2 separate regions of the Zea mays genome follow, and region 1 is linked to region 2. A link is a contact called in public Hi-C data. All regions are on one chromosome and are shown on one strand. Each heading gives the region's core, a stretch centred on a gene start, on an enhancer-like site or on the middle of the called end of the contact. The rest is flanking DNA. Distances are from core to core; before and after follow the strand shown. Region 1 holds the start of LOC100280309. Region 2 holds the start of LOC100282298 (protein transport protein SEC61 gamma subunit).

The links. Hi-C and Micro-C count contacts between places; a contact is called where the count stands out from the background.
Region 1: a Hi-C map of endosperm shows a contact between it and region 2, with 2.5 times the contacts expected there. The contact joins the promoter of LOC100280309 here to the promoter of LOC100282298 in region 2. A contact is called at or near these places in 2 of 25 Hi-C or Micro-C datasets (ear and endosperm).

What each region holds. Positions count from the first base shown.
Region 1 is chr9:113,593,456-113,600,020 of Zm-B73-REFERENCE-NAM-5.0, reverse strand. It overlaps LOC100280309, which reads left to right and starts at 2,446. Exons shown (of 12, transcript NM_001153235.1): 1 at 2,446-2,794; 2 at 2,977-3,116; 3 at 3,244-3,462; 4 at 3,540-3,680; 5 at 3,773-3,964; 6 at 4,041-4,087. The coding sequence starts at 2,485. It overlaps LOC100275724, which reads left to right. Exons shown (of 11, transcript NM_001371724.1): 8 at 412-468; 9 at 549-671; 10 at 752-790; 11 at 978-1,486. The coding sequence ends at 1,106.
Region 2 is chr9:113,171,311-113,178,255 of Zm-B73-REFERENCE-NAM-5.0, reverse strand. LOC100282298 (protein transport protein SEC61 gamma subunit) reads right to left here and starts at 2,398. Exons shown (of 3, transcript NM_001291547.1): 1 at 2,226-2,398; 2 at 2,004-2,119. The coding sequence starts at 2,319. The coding sequence ends at 2,004. LOC109942238 (a long non-coding RNA gene) reads left to right here. Exons shown (of 2, transcript XR_002264925.2): 1 at 1-363; 2 at 676-1,005. It also overlaps the pseudogene LOC103638870.

The DNA.
Region 1 (6,565 bases), core at 1,197-3,696, 420 kb before region 2:
TAGATGTTTGTTACTTCGTTTGCTGTAGTATAGTCTTGTTGTAGTGGAACTTCAGTGCAGTTATGCTAAAAAAAGCTTCAGTGGAGAAATTTGATAAGACCTCTAAAACCTTGCTTGGCTATGATAGTAACATAAAAAACACAATTCAAAATGTGAAATGGACCTCAACCACTCCATAGTCCATACAATAACAACGCCTCAGAATCTAAGTTTGAAGAACCGAAGAAATAGTTGAATACATACTGGGTCATCGATAAATATGTGAAGCTAAAGAGGGGCCCATACATTCAAGTCAGCGCTTCTCAAGTCTGAACCGATGGCCATGATTTTTCACTTTTCCAGTTTTCACTTATGTTTTTCTAGTAAGCTCATTTGTTGTTAAGGGAATTATCTTTCTCCCGTGATCTACAGCCAGCAGAAGGGCGCAACTGTATTGCAGATGAGCATTATTTGCCAACCCTGTTCAATGTCGGTATTCACTATCTATTGAAGTGACATTTAGCCTTTATTTAGCTGGGTGCTTGCTTAATTCATGTCCTTGGCTTCAGATGGTAGATCCTGGTGGGATCTCTAATTGGTCTGTTACACATGTGGATTGGTCTGAGGGAAAATGGCATCCAAGGTCATATAGCGCTGATGATGTCACCTATGATCTCTTGAAGAACATTACAGTATGTTTCATGGATACTTAATTTTTCCTTATCTATCATATGATTGTTATGTGCATACGCTGATGTGCATGAGCGTACAGGCAGTTGATGAGAACTTCCATGTAACAAGTGATGACAAGGTAAGCACAAAGACCTGTCGTCATTATTGACTCTTGAAAAACACTAAATAAATTGGTCATGAACTTCATCATTGCTTATAAAAAAACTGCTGAATTGTATCCTGCATCCATCAAGCACTGAAATTTCCAGTTTCCACGCGTCTCAACAACCATTGAATGCTGGTGTGCTGTTTTTCCCCCATTGCAGAAACTTGTGATGCAGAAGCCGTGTTTGTGGAATGGATCAAAGAGACCGTGCTATCTTTTCGCTAGGAAGTTTAATCCTGAAGCACTTGACAACCTACTGAAGCAATTTACCAGTTACACATCTGTTTGAGTCCTACCGGATTCTTTGCCTTGTGCTGTCAAATCCGACAAGCTTTTTTCTCTTCCTGTTTATATGTAAATTGTGAAGTCCGTACTTATTAGGATCTGGGCCTGAAGATACCGGTACAACTGCAACAGCTGTGATGGCTTGGAGCTGAGTCATGGGTAAAACGGCCACAGCGATGTTTATAGAATGGCACTGCCCTCATAGTAATTTATCGTGTTCAATGTATGTCTCCATAGTCTTCCACCCAACTCCCAACTCATTAGTTCTTTATTCTTGGAGAACAGTTTTTGTCAGAGTGTTATACTGTCATGATATGATCCATTCTTTGTAGACACAGAGATTACAACAGATGTATCACAAATGCAGTCTTAATTTTGTCACTATTAAATCTTTTATCATGCGTTCTACTGAATTAGGTGTTAGCATTTCTTAAATTTCACTGTGATCAATTTTCAGCAAAGTAAGCGTATTTGAGCTGCTGCTAGAGGAGATATACTAGTAGAGTACATTTTTCATCTCCAATATGAGACACTGACACGTGAATGATGATCTATCTGTTTTAAATTATAAGTCATCTTGTTTTTTTAACAAAGTTATTTTGATTTTTTTATGTATTAGATTTTGCTATGCACTTAATTTAAAATAGAGCGTATACATATGTATGTTAGATATGTTTAATAGGAAAATATTTCTTACTTTTTTTATTATTAACTTCTGTTAGGTAACATGTGATAATTAACTTCTAAATCAACTGTCTACGGTCGTTTTGGTGAACCATAGCAAAAAGTTATTTGAGCGAAGTAAGCGCATTTCAGCCGCAGCTAATACAGAATCACAAAACATAATATTTATATTTTTTTAGGAGATAATATATTACCTCAGTTTATTTTAGTTCTTGATTGTTACGTCTATATTTAAATAGATAATAAATCTAGAAATATATATATAACTCATATATAATGTTATTATGAATCTATTAATTATCTAAAACAAATTTTAATTTAGGATAGAGATGATATCTAAAACGAATTTTAATTTAAATGGATGGAGTAGTACATTTTCCATCTCCCAGATGAGACACTGACATGTGGACGATGGACCCATCCGTCTTAATTCGACCCAGGCCTACAATATCCACAACCTATTTCAGTAGGCCCACATCAAGCCACGTAGCACCAGTAGAACCCGGACACGCGGCACCATTCTCCGCTCTTCCCTCCACCTTCCGGTTCCAACTTTCCAAACCACCCCCTCACTTCTCAAAACTCCCAACTACCACTACCAGTCCAATCAAGAAATGCTCCACTACATCTCCTCTTCCCCTCTCCGTCCCCGATTCCTCCTCCTCCCGAGCCCACCCTCCAATCTTCGCTTCCTCACCATGAGCGCCTCCCCCTCGAGCTCCTCGTCCCGTTCGGTGCGCGGTGCGGCGGTGTCGGTGCCTTCCCTCGGCGCCGACGAGGCCTGCGCAGTGGCAGATGAAGCCTTCCGGAGGTACACGTCGCCGAGCTTATTGAGGAGAGGCGGCGTCGGGGTGGCCGTCGTGTGGTTCAGGAACGACCTCCGAGTTATCGATAACGAGGCGCTTCTGCGAGCATGGGCGGCTTCCGAGGCGGTCCTGCCGGTGTACTGTGTCGATCCGCGGGTCTTTGCGGGGAGCACGCATTACTTTGGGTTCCCCAAGAAGGGAGGTGAGGACCTAGCGATTCTGCATTTTGCTCGTTGCTGCTGCTTCTGGGATTTGAGTAGGTCAGGGGTAATGCTGATCTGTTGTCGTCGTAGAGCCAACTGCAAGCAAGCATAGCCTGATTAGAAAATATTGGTGATTTACGTGTATTTGTTTGTGTTTGGTGAAACTTAATCACCTGTTCAGCATTGAGGGCGCAGTTCTTGATAGAGTGTTTAGGAGACCTGAAGCAGAGCCTGAGGAAAAAGGGCCTCGATTTGCTAGTCCGGCATGGCAAGCCTGAAGAGATCCTTCCTTCAATTGCAAAGGCCGTCAGTGCACACACAGTAGGTTCCCCTTCTGCACCCTCATATTTATCTCTCAACCAATGTTAGCATAGTTGAATTCTGGATCTTTAGGTACTAAACTCATGACAGGCACCAAAGGTTAAGTCAGTAAGCGATGTGTCTCCAGATATACGCTCATAAGGAAACCTGTAGCGAAGAGCTCCTCGTCGAACGCCTAGTGAGCAAAGGCTTGGAACAAGTCCAGATTGCTCAAGGAGGAGCATCTGTCCCGAAGAGGCCTCTGAACCCCAGGTTGCAGCTCATCTGGGGAGCAACAATGTACCACATCGATGACCTCCCGTTCCCAGTTAGCAGCTTGCCAGACGTGTACACACAGTTCAGAAAGGTTGCGATTTTCTTTGCAAATTCTAGGCCTTTTTTGCAGGCGTAATGGTTAAATGATGAAGCCGTGCTTCTTGCCAGGCAGTTGAATCGAAGTGCTCAGTTAGGAACTGCGCCAAGTTGCCAACGTCGCTCGGTCCACCCCCTAGTTCCAGCATAGATGAGATTGGAGGATGGGGGACAGTACCAACACTGGAGTCACTAGGCCCCAGTGTTACGAAGGCAGGTTTAGCTGTAGGCTTGTAGCTAGTTGTGCTTTAGTCAGGTGATTCACCTGTTCTAGGTTTAATCTCTACCGTTTCTTCTCTCTGCAGTCTGAGAAAGGAATGCATTTCATAGGAGGAGAGAGCGCAGCTCTTGGTAGGGTACATGAGTACTTCTGGAAGAAGGATCAGCTGAAAGATTACAAGGTGACCAGGAACGGCATGTTAGGTCCAGACTACTCCACAAAGTTCTCTCCTTGGCTTGCTTCTGGCAGCCTTTCGCCGCGTTATATTTGCGAAGAGGTAAAGAGTTTCTCATTGCCCGGAGAGCCCGTTAGCTTTGCCTAATACAATATGTTAAGTGTACTTTATGGTGCAGGTGAAGAGATATGAGAAGCAAAGAGTGGCAAATGATTCAACATATTGGTTAGTGTGCCTTCTCATGGACTATATGTGGTAGAACTACGGATTCTACCGGGCAGATTGCGTAGATTGTAGGGAGGGGATTTGGTGGGACCAGGGTGGCGGCGTTGGGGCGCCGTCGTGATCCTGGCTGGGTTGCGCGCAGGGAGAAGATCACAGGAGACTCTGGCTCCCTCTGGGAAGCCAGAATAGATTGGAATTCTGCTTGCCTTTATTCCAGAGTTTACAGATCTATATATAGAGCTATCTCAAGTCTATCTACTAACTTTGGATAAGTATAACTATCTAGATAGAGCTGATCTTTATCTACTAACTTTGGATAAGTATAACTAACTAGATAGAGCTTATCTATTAGCTATTGGGCCTTGGGCCCCACCTGGGCAGCCTTGGCCCTATTGCGCCTAACATAGGCTTGGCCATACATAACATCTCTCCCCGCCTTCTCAAACAGCTCGTCCTCGAGCTGTAAGTTGGGGTAAGCAGCACGGAACTCTTCAAGCTTTTCCCATGTGGCGTCATCTTCAGCCAGTCCACGCCACTGTACGAGAACCTGCCACACGCCCCTCCTAAGTTGAGCGCGAAGCACCTTGGCCGGCACAGGAAGCAGCCGACCATCCATCACTGGGTCAAGCGTCCCCGGAGTTGCAGGAGGATCCCCACGATGCGGCTTCAGCAGGCTGACGTGGAAGACATCATGGATGCGAGCACCATCTGGCAACTGCAGGCGGTAGGCTACCGACCCAATCCTTTCCTGGACACGGAAAGGGCCTGCGTAGCGAGGTCCCAGCTTTCCCTTCGCGCGCGGATGGAGGGACTGAAAGGTGCGGTGTAGCAGGCGTAGCCACACCCAGTCGCCCACCTGGAACTGGACCTCCCGATGCCCGACATCGTAATACTTCTTGGCGAGCTGCTGGGCCTGCAAAAGGCGCTGGCGCACCTCGGCCAGCATCTCATCTCTGGAGCGTAGCATGTCGTCTGCGGCCTCAGTACGTGCCGTCCCTGGCGTGTAAGGTAGCATGGACGGTGGGGATCTGCCATAGACCACCTCGAAGGGAGTGGCACGCAATGCTGTGTGGTAGGAGGTATTATAGCAATACTCCGCCCAGGACAGCCAATCCACCCATGCCCGCGGTCGATCGCCGGTGACACACCGAAGATACATCGCAATAATTTTGTTGACCACCTCCGATTGTCCATCCGTCTGTGGGTGGAAGGCGGTGCTCATCTTTAGTGTCACCCCCGCCATCCTGAAGAGGTCGCGCCACACGTGCCCGGTGAAGACGGGGTCCCGGTCACTGACAATAGACAACGGGAACCCGTGCAGTCGTACGATGCCGTCGAAGAATGCCCGTGCTACGGACGACGCGGTGTAGGGGTGGCCGAGGGCGATGAAGTGGGCGTATTTGGAGAAGCGATCCACCACCGTGAGGATGACGGACTTGCCTGCCACCTTGGGCAGCCCCTCAATGAAGTCCATGGAGATGTCGGCCCACACCTGGGACGGCACCTCAAGGGGTTGCAGGAGGCCGCCCGGCTGCTGCGCCAGTGTCTTGTTTTGCTGGCACGTGGTGCAGGTGCGCACCCAGTCCTGGACGAGCGCGCGATCATGTGGCATGTAGAAGTCTGCCCGTAGTCGATGGAGGGTTTTCTGGATGCCCTCATGACCTGCCGAGTGCGCCAGTGTCAGCACCTGGTGGCGCAGGTCGTCGTAGTTCGGCACGAAGATGCGTGTGCCGTGCAGGAGCAGCCCGTCGACGAGGCGCCATGGCACAGCCAATACGCCGTCCCGCAGCTGCTGGAGGAGGTGCTGCCCGTCAGGTGCAGCTGCCAGCGCCCGCCTGATGTCGTCCAACAGGGAGAATGTCGGGCCCGAGATGGCCAGTGTTGCCATAGCCGTGTCCTCCACGGCAGCCTCCGAGTCACGGCGGGACAGGGCGTCGGCCACGGTGTTCAGGCGCCCCGGCCTGTATTCCACCGAGAAATCGAAACCGAACAACTTGCTGGTCCACTGATGCTGAGGAACTGTGGACAAGCGCTGATCCAGCAAGAATTTGAGACTGTAGTGGTCAGTCCGAACAGAAAAGTGGCGCCCCCACAAGTATGGGCGCCAGTGACGGACGGCCTGCACGAGGCCGATGAGCTCCCTCTCGTAGGCCGCCAACTTAAGGTGGCGGGCTGCAAATGGCTTGCTGAAGTAGGCGAGAGGTTTCGCGCCCTGATGAAGGACAGCACCGAACCCTGCACCTGACGCGTCACAGTCGACGACGAAGAGCTTGGCGAAGTCCGGCATCTGGAGCACTGGACCCGTCGTTAGGGCGTGCTTTAGGGCGTGGAAGGCTGTTGTCGCGTCATCGTCCCAGGCAAACGCGTCTCGTCGCAAGAGACGTGTCAGCGGGGCTGCGATGAGGCCGAAGTCTTTGATGAACTTCCGGTAGTACCCTGCTAGTCCCAAGAAGCCCCGGAGGCCTCGTGCAGACCGCG
Region 2 (6,945 bases), core at 1,149-3,648:
CTTATTGGGGGCTGGGGGAGATTGTCACGACTAGATTTAGAGGGAACATGGTTATTAAAGCGTCGTTTAAACGACGATTAAGCGTCGTTTAAGCGCTAAAACGTGATTAGGAGTTAAAGCGTCCGTACGTTTTAAAAAAACTGCGTAGAACGTCCGTTTTGGACGTTTAAGCGACGTTTAAACGTCGGAACGCGCGTTCTGGACGTTTTACCCGTTCTACGGACGTTATGTGCGTCTATAAGTTGTTGGGCCTTAATGGGCCTTTAACCAGCAAGCTTGCTCCAGCCGCCAAACTGCCAGACGCACAGCCGCGGAGCCGCCAGAGACAGACGCTGCCGCCGTCGGCCGTCCTCCGCCCTCCAGGTACGCCGCCGCCCCCCTCCTCCCTCCTCCGGTCCTCCCTCCACCTACAGCCGCCGCCAGTGCACAGTCCAGGCGCAACCGCCCAGTGCGCAGTGCGCCTGCTCCAGAGAGCCGCCAGTGCGCAACCGCCCGGGTCGGCAGGTCCAACCGCTGTTCGTATTCTGCTGCTGTTCGTATTCACATTCTGCTGCTGTTCGTATCCAAAACACAGTGCACTGCGCAGCCAGCCAGTGCGCCAGCCACCATGCATATGCAATATTGACGAATGCTGCTGAAGCTGAAGTGCTGATGCTGTTTTTAATCATGCTACAGTAGAATCGTCCATCCTGCTCGCTTGTCTTTCTGAGCTGTGCATGCACAACGATTTGGGCTTGAGTGGTGGTGCTAAAGTCTCCATGGGATGAGCTTGAGGTGCACTACTGTTTATCCGGCTTCTGAAGGGCGCCTTCGGTTTTGTGCATAGGCTCATTGGGTTGCTAACTGGTAGGTTTTTTTTGGTTATAAGATTCTTCATATCTTTTTTCATTTAGATTAAAAGTTTGTGCCGTGCCCTTGATTGCAACCATGAAGCTGCAGTTTCTGCTGTAGTGATTTTGGTCTGATGCTCAAATATAATGTTGAGGTGTGTCTGCGTGCTATTGCTTCAAGCACACTGTTTTTACTGGGTTCCTTCTGAAGAAGCCACACATGGTTTTCTTTTTGTTTCTTCTTTTACCTGTTTGAATATTCCCATTGAAACTTGTATATGTGTCTCATCTACCTTCCGGAAAAGAGGTTAAAAGAGTATATCATGTTTTATGTTAGTCTGAAAAGACGTTTCAACGTTCATTTAAACATTTAAACGTTGAAAAGTTGGTTCTTAACGTTCTACCGCTTTAATAACCATGAGAGGGAATCCGCCATTCGCATAGCTTGAACCATCATGTTTGCAGTTAGGAAGGTTGCAAAAAATGTGTTCCAATAACAAAATAAATCAAGGGCCGGTACTATACAATGTACAATTATGTTTGCCTTGGTAGTATTTGAGTTGGAAATTCGACAACGTGTTTTAGCATAATAGGTCCCATATGTAGAGTAGTGAGGAATGATAGAGTCCAACTCTCCTCAGCAACTCAGACAAAAGGAACAACTTTGCAACTTGTACTAAACCTACATAAATAACTCTGATGAGTTATAAACTGATACTGACTTGAGGCTGGGATTCAAAACTGGGTTCACAAGTCACAACCAGTTGGGACCAACGACTTACATAATCCGCTACTGCTACTGCAAATGTGAACAGATGAAACTGCAGTAATCACCTGCTAGAATTTTTATTCTGATAAGTATACTGCTAAAATTTCTCTTGCTACAAGTATATCTGACTCTATCCAAAGATCATGGAGGTAAAATCCAGTAACCCAGTTTCCACCTAATCGAGAATGATAGGCCACGAAAACAAAATTCACAGCCATAGTGAACAAGCATACTCAGATCGGCCGAGATGTTACCAGCCCCACGGTCTCCGCACCACCTAATTTCACCCCTCAAAAGCGTGCACACACAAACAGAACCGCGCACCGCAGATCCGCAAACAACGACATCGAAACAAGAAAATCTAACGGATTTGGGTAGATAATAATGGAATAGTAGACACGAACCTAGCCGGAACCGACGATGATGTTGTTGATGGGGATGAAGATGAGCTTAACGAAGAAGCCGACGAAGCCCATGACGACGAACCCGATCGCCGTCCGCGCCGCCACCTTGGTGAACTCTGCAAGCACAGATCCCAGAGAAACACCGTCAGATCTGACGGTGGTCGAACCAAAACAACTCGGATACGAACAGGGCGCGGCGGAAGGAGGGATCCTGGCAGGTACCCTTGCGGTCGGGCTTGTGGCAGCGCTTGACGAGGCGGACGCTGTCCTTGGCGAAGTCGCGGAGGGGATCCACCACGCTGTCGATCGCGTCCATGGCGACGGGGCGAGATCTCGAGACGAATGTGGAAGGAAGCTGATGAGAGGATGCGGTTTTGCGTTTGGGAAATTTGCTTGTCTCTCCTGATGGGTGGCCCCTTTATTATACAGTGTACATCACAGAGCCACGTCATTCCACAAATCACAACGTTGCTTTTTTCAAGATTTTTGTCACCGTTTTTTGCGTTTGGTTGCAATGACAGGACGGGATAGGATGGGACGATCCCTAAAATTAGATTGTTTGGTTCTGGGACAAGGATTGGGACAGGACTATCCAGTGTTGTCCTCTGTTGTCCCTTAAAATTAGAGGGACAGGAGAGGACGACAGGGGATGTCCCTGTCCTGGCTGTCCCACAACCAAACAGATTAGATCGTCTCTAGTGCTGCCCTGCTGGGATGTACGCCGTATGACAGTTAGGCTATCTCCACAGTACAAAATTCTCTTCAAACTTTTCTCTATAAATAATGTCATCTATAGTTCAACATCCTCTAATCTTCAAACTCTATTGTAGACAGTCATTATTTCCTACCAAATCAATTTGACAATCCTCAATTTCTTCAATTGCCACAGTATCGACAACATAAACATAAACGGATATACAGTTTTATAGTGTGCTACTATAAGAATTCCCACAGTTGACATTATCTCTACTACTTATTAAGACGGCAAGGGTAGCCTGTCGTTCTGCCATTATACAATCTCAACCGTCCGATATATCGTTCGGCAATCTCAACCATTCGATTCGCCCACCACCACACGCCCTGATCCGCCTCGTGAAGCCAAAAGCCCCATCCACTGCGCCTGCGATCCCCATCCGTTCCGCCTCTTCTGCCTCCGTTCCGCCTCTTCTGCCTCCCCCGCATGCTGCGCCAAGCATGCTCCGCGCATGTTGGGGCGCGCCCATCTGCATCCGCAACCCCACCGCGTTCGCATGTCGGGACAGGTCCGATGGCGGACCGCTCGCTACGGCTCAAATCACTTCGCAAAGCAGACAGGATCGGGTAGCTGAGGTCATTGCGAGCGCCGTCTAGGGTTTCTTACCACTGTCGCCGCCCATCCGAAGCAAATGTCGCCCGAAGTAGCTATGGTGCCACCCATCCGCCCGCCGCTGCTATGAGAACATCTGGGTTGTCGGTCGCCGGTTCCCCGTGCAACATGCCCCTTCCCCCTCCGTCTAGGGACCTAGGGTCCTTGAACGTGAGGAGGGCGCGGACGAGGGGGCGGGAGCGGCCACCTCTGGTGGGGGCGGAGCTCATACTTATCTCCAACAATGCGGGGGACGCTACCAAGGGCGAGGAGTCGGCGTCGCACTTGGAAGGGGAGCTCGTGGCGGGGGTCGCCACCACCGTGGCATGCTGCACTTCGGTCAACGCCCCGCCCCTGGCACCGTCCGCTACGGCCCGCCCCTAGCACGAGCCCCAATGACGGTGCTTCACCACCGTGGACCAACCGCGCCCCTAGATGCACGGCCATACCCTCACCGCCCACGTCATCTCCGCCCACGCCGTCCTCGACAAGCCCTCCACATACCACCGGTTACACCTGCATCGCCAAGTTCCTCTGCCCGAGGCGGTCACGCGGGCGGCACTACGAGGAGTGGGGACACACCAGGGCAGCGCATGCTGAAGCTCATCTACCCGAAGCGTAGTGTGGTGGTGGTGCTGCGGCGATGGGCGAAGGAGGGCCGCACAGTGCAGAACTATCAGCTCAATCACGTCGTCAGGGAGCTTCGGAAGTACAGTCGCTTGAAACACGCCATGGAGGTACACCGTACACCGCCCAACCCTTGCCATGTTTCCACCGTTGATGCTTCGAAAACTCTCCCACTCGCCACCTACTCAACGTATTACCAACCTGATTCCTGACGTGACCCCACTCGTCCCGTTCTCAATTTGGCATGTGAACAGATAGATCGGTCACACATCGTTTTCTGCTTTACAGCTATCACTTTCTAAGATTATCAGATTGGATTGCTACACTGGGAGCAATATATGGTATGACTTCATTATTTCTCTGACTACCTGATTATGTTTTAGTGGGAAAGAATGTCTTTAATTATCCAGTAAGCAGCACTTGGTTTGCCGCCAAATTCTATTGGTTCCTTGTTCTCTGCATGCACGAACAGTGAAGCATGTCAAATTGTAAGATGTTTCAGAAGCAAGCAACTCAAGGTTAAATGATTAGCTCGGCTAAAGTGTTTGCCTTGTGTGCAAGGAGGTGCTATTTTTAGTGATCTCATCATCTAACCTTTGTGAGAGCACCTAGAGGGGGGGAGGGGTGAATAGGTGATCCTGTAAAACTTGAAACTTAATACCACAAAACTTGATTAGGAGTTAGCACAAGAATGCCACGTGACAAGAGAAGAGTCTTTGCAAGACACGATAACCACAAGAAGATCAATCACAGATAGACACAGTGGTTTATCCCGTGGTTCGGCCAAGTTCAACATTTGCCTAGTCCACGTTGTGGCGTCCCAACGGACGAGGGTTGCAATCAACCCATCTCAAGCGGTCCAAAGACCCACTTGAATACCACGTTGTTTTACTTTGCTTTACTATATCTCGTTTGCGAGGAATCTCCACAACTTGGAGCCTCTCGCCCTTACACTTTGATGTTCACAAAGAAGCACGGAGTAAGGGAGGGATGAGCAACGCACACAAGACACGAAATCAGAGTATCAACATGCACACAAGTCGCAACAAGAGCTCACAACACAACCCGACGAGTTCACAACTCAAATGAAGCTCTAGTTGCTATCACAAAGAATCAAATGCGCGGAATCGAAGTCTTGGTGCTTAGGAATGCTTAGAGAATGCTTGGTGTACTCCTCCATGCGCCTAGGGGTCCCTTTTATAGCCCCAAGGTAGCTAGGAGCCGTTGAGAGCATTCCAGGAAGGCAATTCTTGCCTTCTGTCGCCTGGCGCACCGGACAGTCCGGTGCACCACCGGACACTGTCCGGTGCGGATTTTTTTCCTTCTTTGGCGAAGCCGACCGTTGGCGCTTTGGAGCCGTTGGCGCACCGGACACTGTTCGGTGCACACCGGTCAGTCCGGTGCCCCCTTCCGACCGTTGGCTCGGCCACGTGTCACACGCGGATCGCGCGGCCGACCGTTGGCCCGGCCGACCGTTGGCTTACCGGACAGTCCGGTGCATACCGGACAGTCCGGTGAATTATAGCCGTACGCCGCTAATCACTTCCCGAGAGCAGCAAGTTCGCCTGAGTCAGCCTGGCGCACCAGACACTGTCCGGTGCACCACCGGACACTGTCCGGTGCACCCAGACAGAGCTGACTTTGGCAGAACAAAGCCATCTTTAATTTCAACTTGATTTTTCCTGTTTCCAGCACTTAGACACAATACATTAGTCTCTAAAACAATGTACTAAGTCTAAGAAACATACCTTTATACTTGATTTGTACTTTGTCCACCATTTAACACTTTGGCACTTGTGTTGGACACTAAATCACCAAAATACTTAGAAATGGCTAGGCCTGGGCAATCGATGTAATCGGTTTTTTCGGTTCGGTTTTTTCGGTGTTGTAGAAGTTCGGTTTACAGACAGAGCAGACCGATCTACGCGTCTTACAGAAGAAAACCGAGAAATTCGGTTTTCGGTTTTTCGGTTCGGTGTTCGGTTTAAACTGAACACCCGAACTTCTTCCACATTCCCTGTCTTTTGTACCGAGTTCAATGTTCATGTGGTGGGGATGAATGAAACCATGCATAGGCTCTGCTCTGAATACATGTTCCTGTTTGTTGCCATTTTTTCTTCCCATTGCTGATGCAGTATATCGTTGGAAGGTACTTACTTCCTAGTAGCTCAAGTGAAGAGGTTCCACAGCACTCAATGTTCCTGATGGCTGATGGCAGCCATAAATTACACATCTTTATCAGTTATCACACACGACAGCCAAGAGAAATATATTGGGAGTTCGACAGCAGCACACATCACAGATATTGAATTTAACACAGATATTGAATTTAACAGCAGCAAATAGCCACTACCACTAACCAGCAGCACACATGCACAACACAGATAATGAGATAACCATTAACCAGCAGCACAACACTCAACAATGAACATAAGTCCACAATAACTAGTACTCTAGTAGCAAGTCACAAATAAATAACAAACATTACAAATTTAAATGGTCCAGAGTCCAGACTTCAACTCTTCAAGTCATACATTACATAACTTCCAATTAATGATAGTTTGAGATCACACACATCACAGATCACATATTTGATCTTAAACTTTGATAGCCTCATATTCTCCATTCACCATTCATCATTCATCAAATTTGCATGCTCAAGAATTGGTAGGGGTGGCTGTTGTCTCCTTAGAAACAGTGAGGCCACAAAACTCTGCAGTAATAATAAGGAGTAAACAAATTAGTAAAATCTGAAATCAATAAGAACATAGTAGAAACAATTATGAAATAAAAACTGCAAACTAATTTACCTTCCTCAAGATTAGGGATTTACTGATTTAGGGTTGCCGTCTTGCTGAGTTGGGCCGTTGGGGGCATTGGGCTTGGGCCAGTTGGGCGGCTGCCGGCTGCAAGCACAACACAAAGATTCAAAGAATGAGAGGAATAGAGGATCAGGGGCTATTCAGTTTC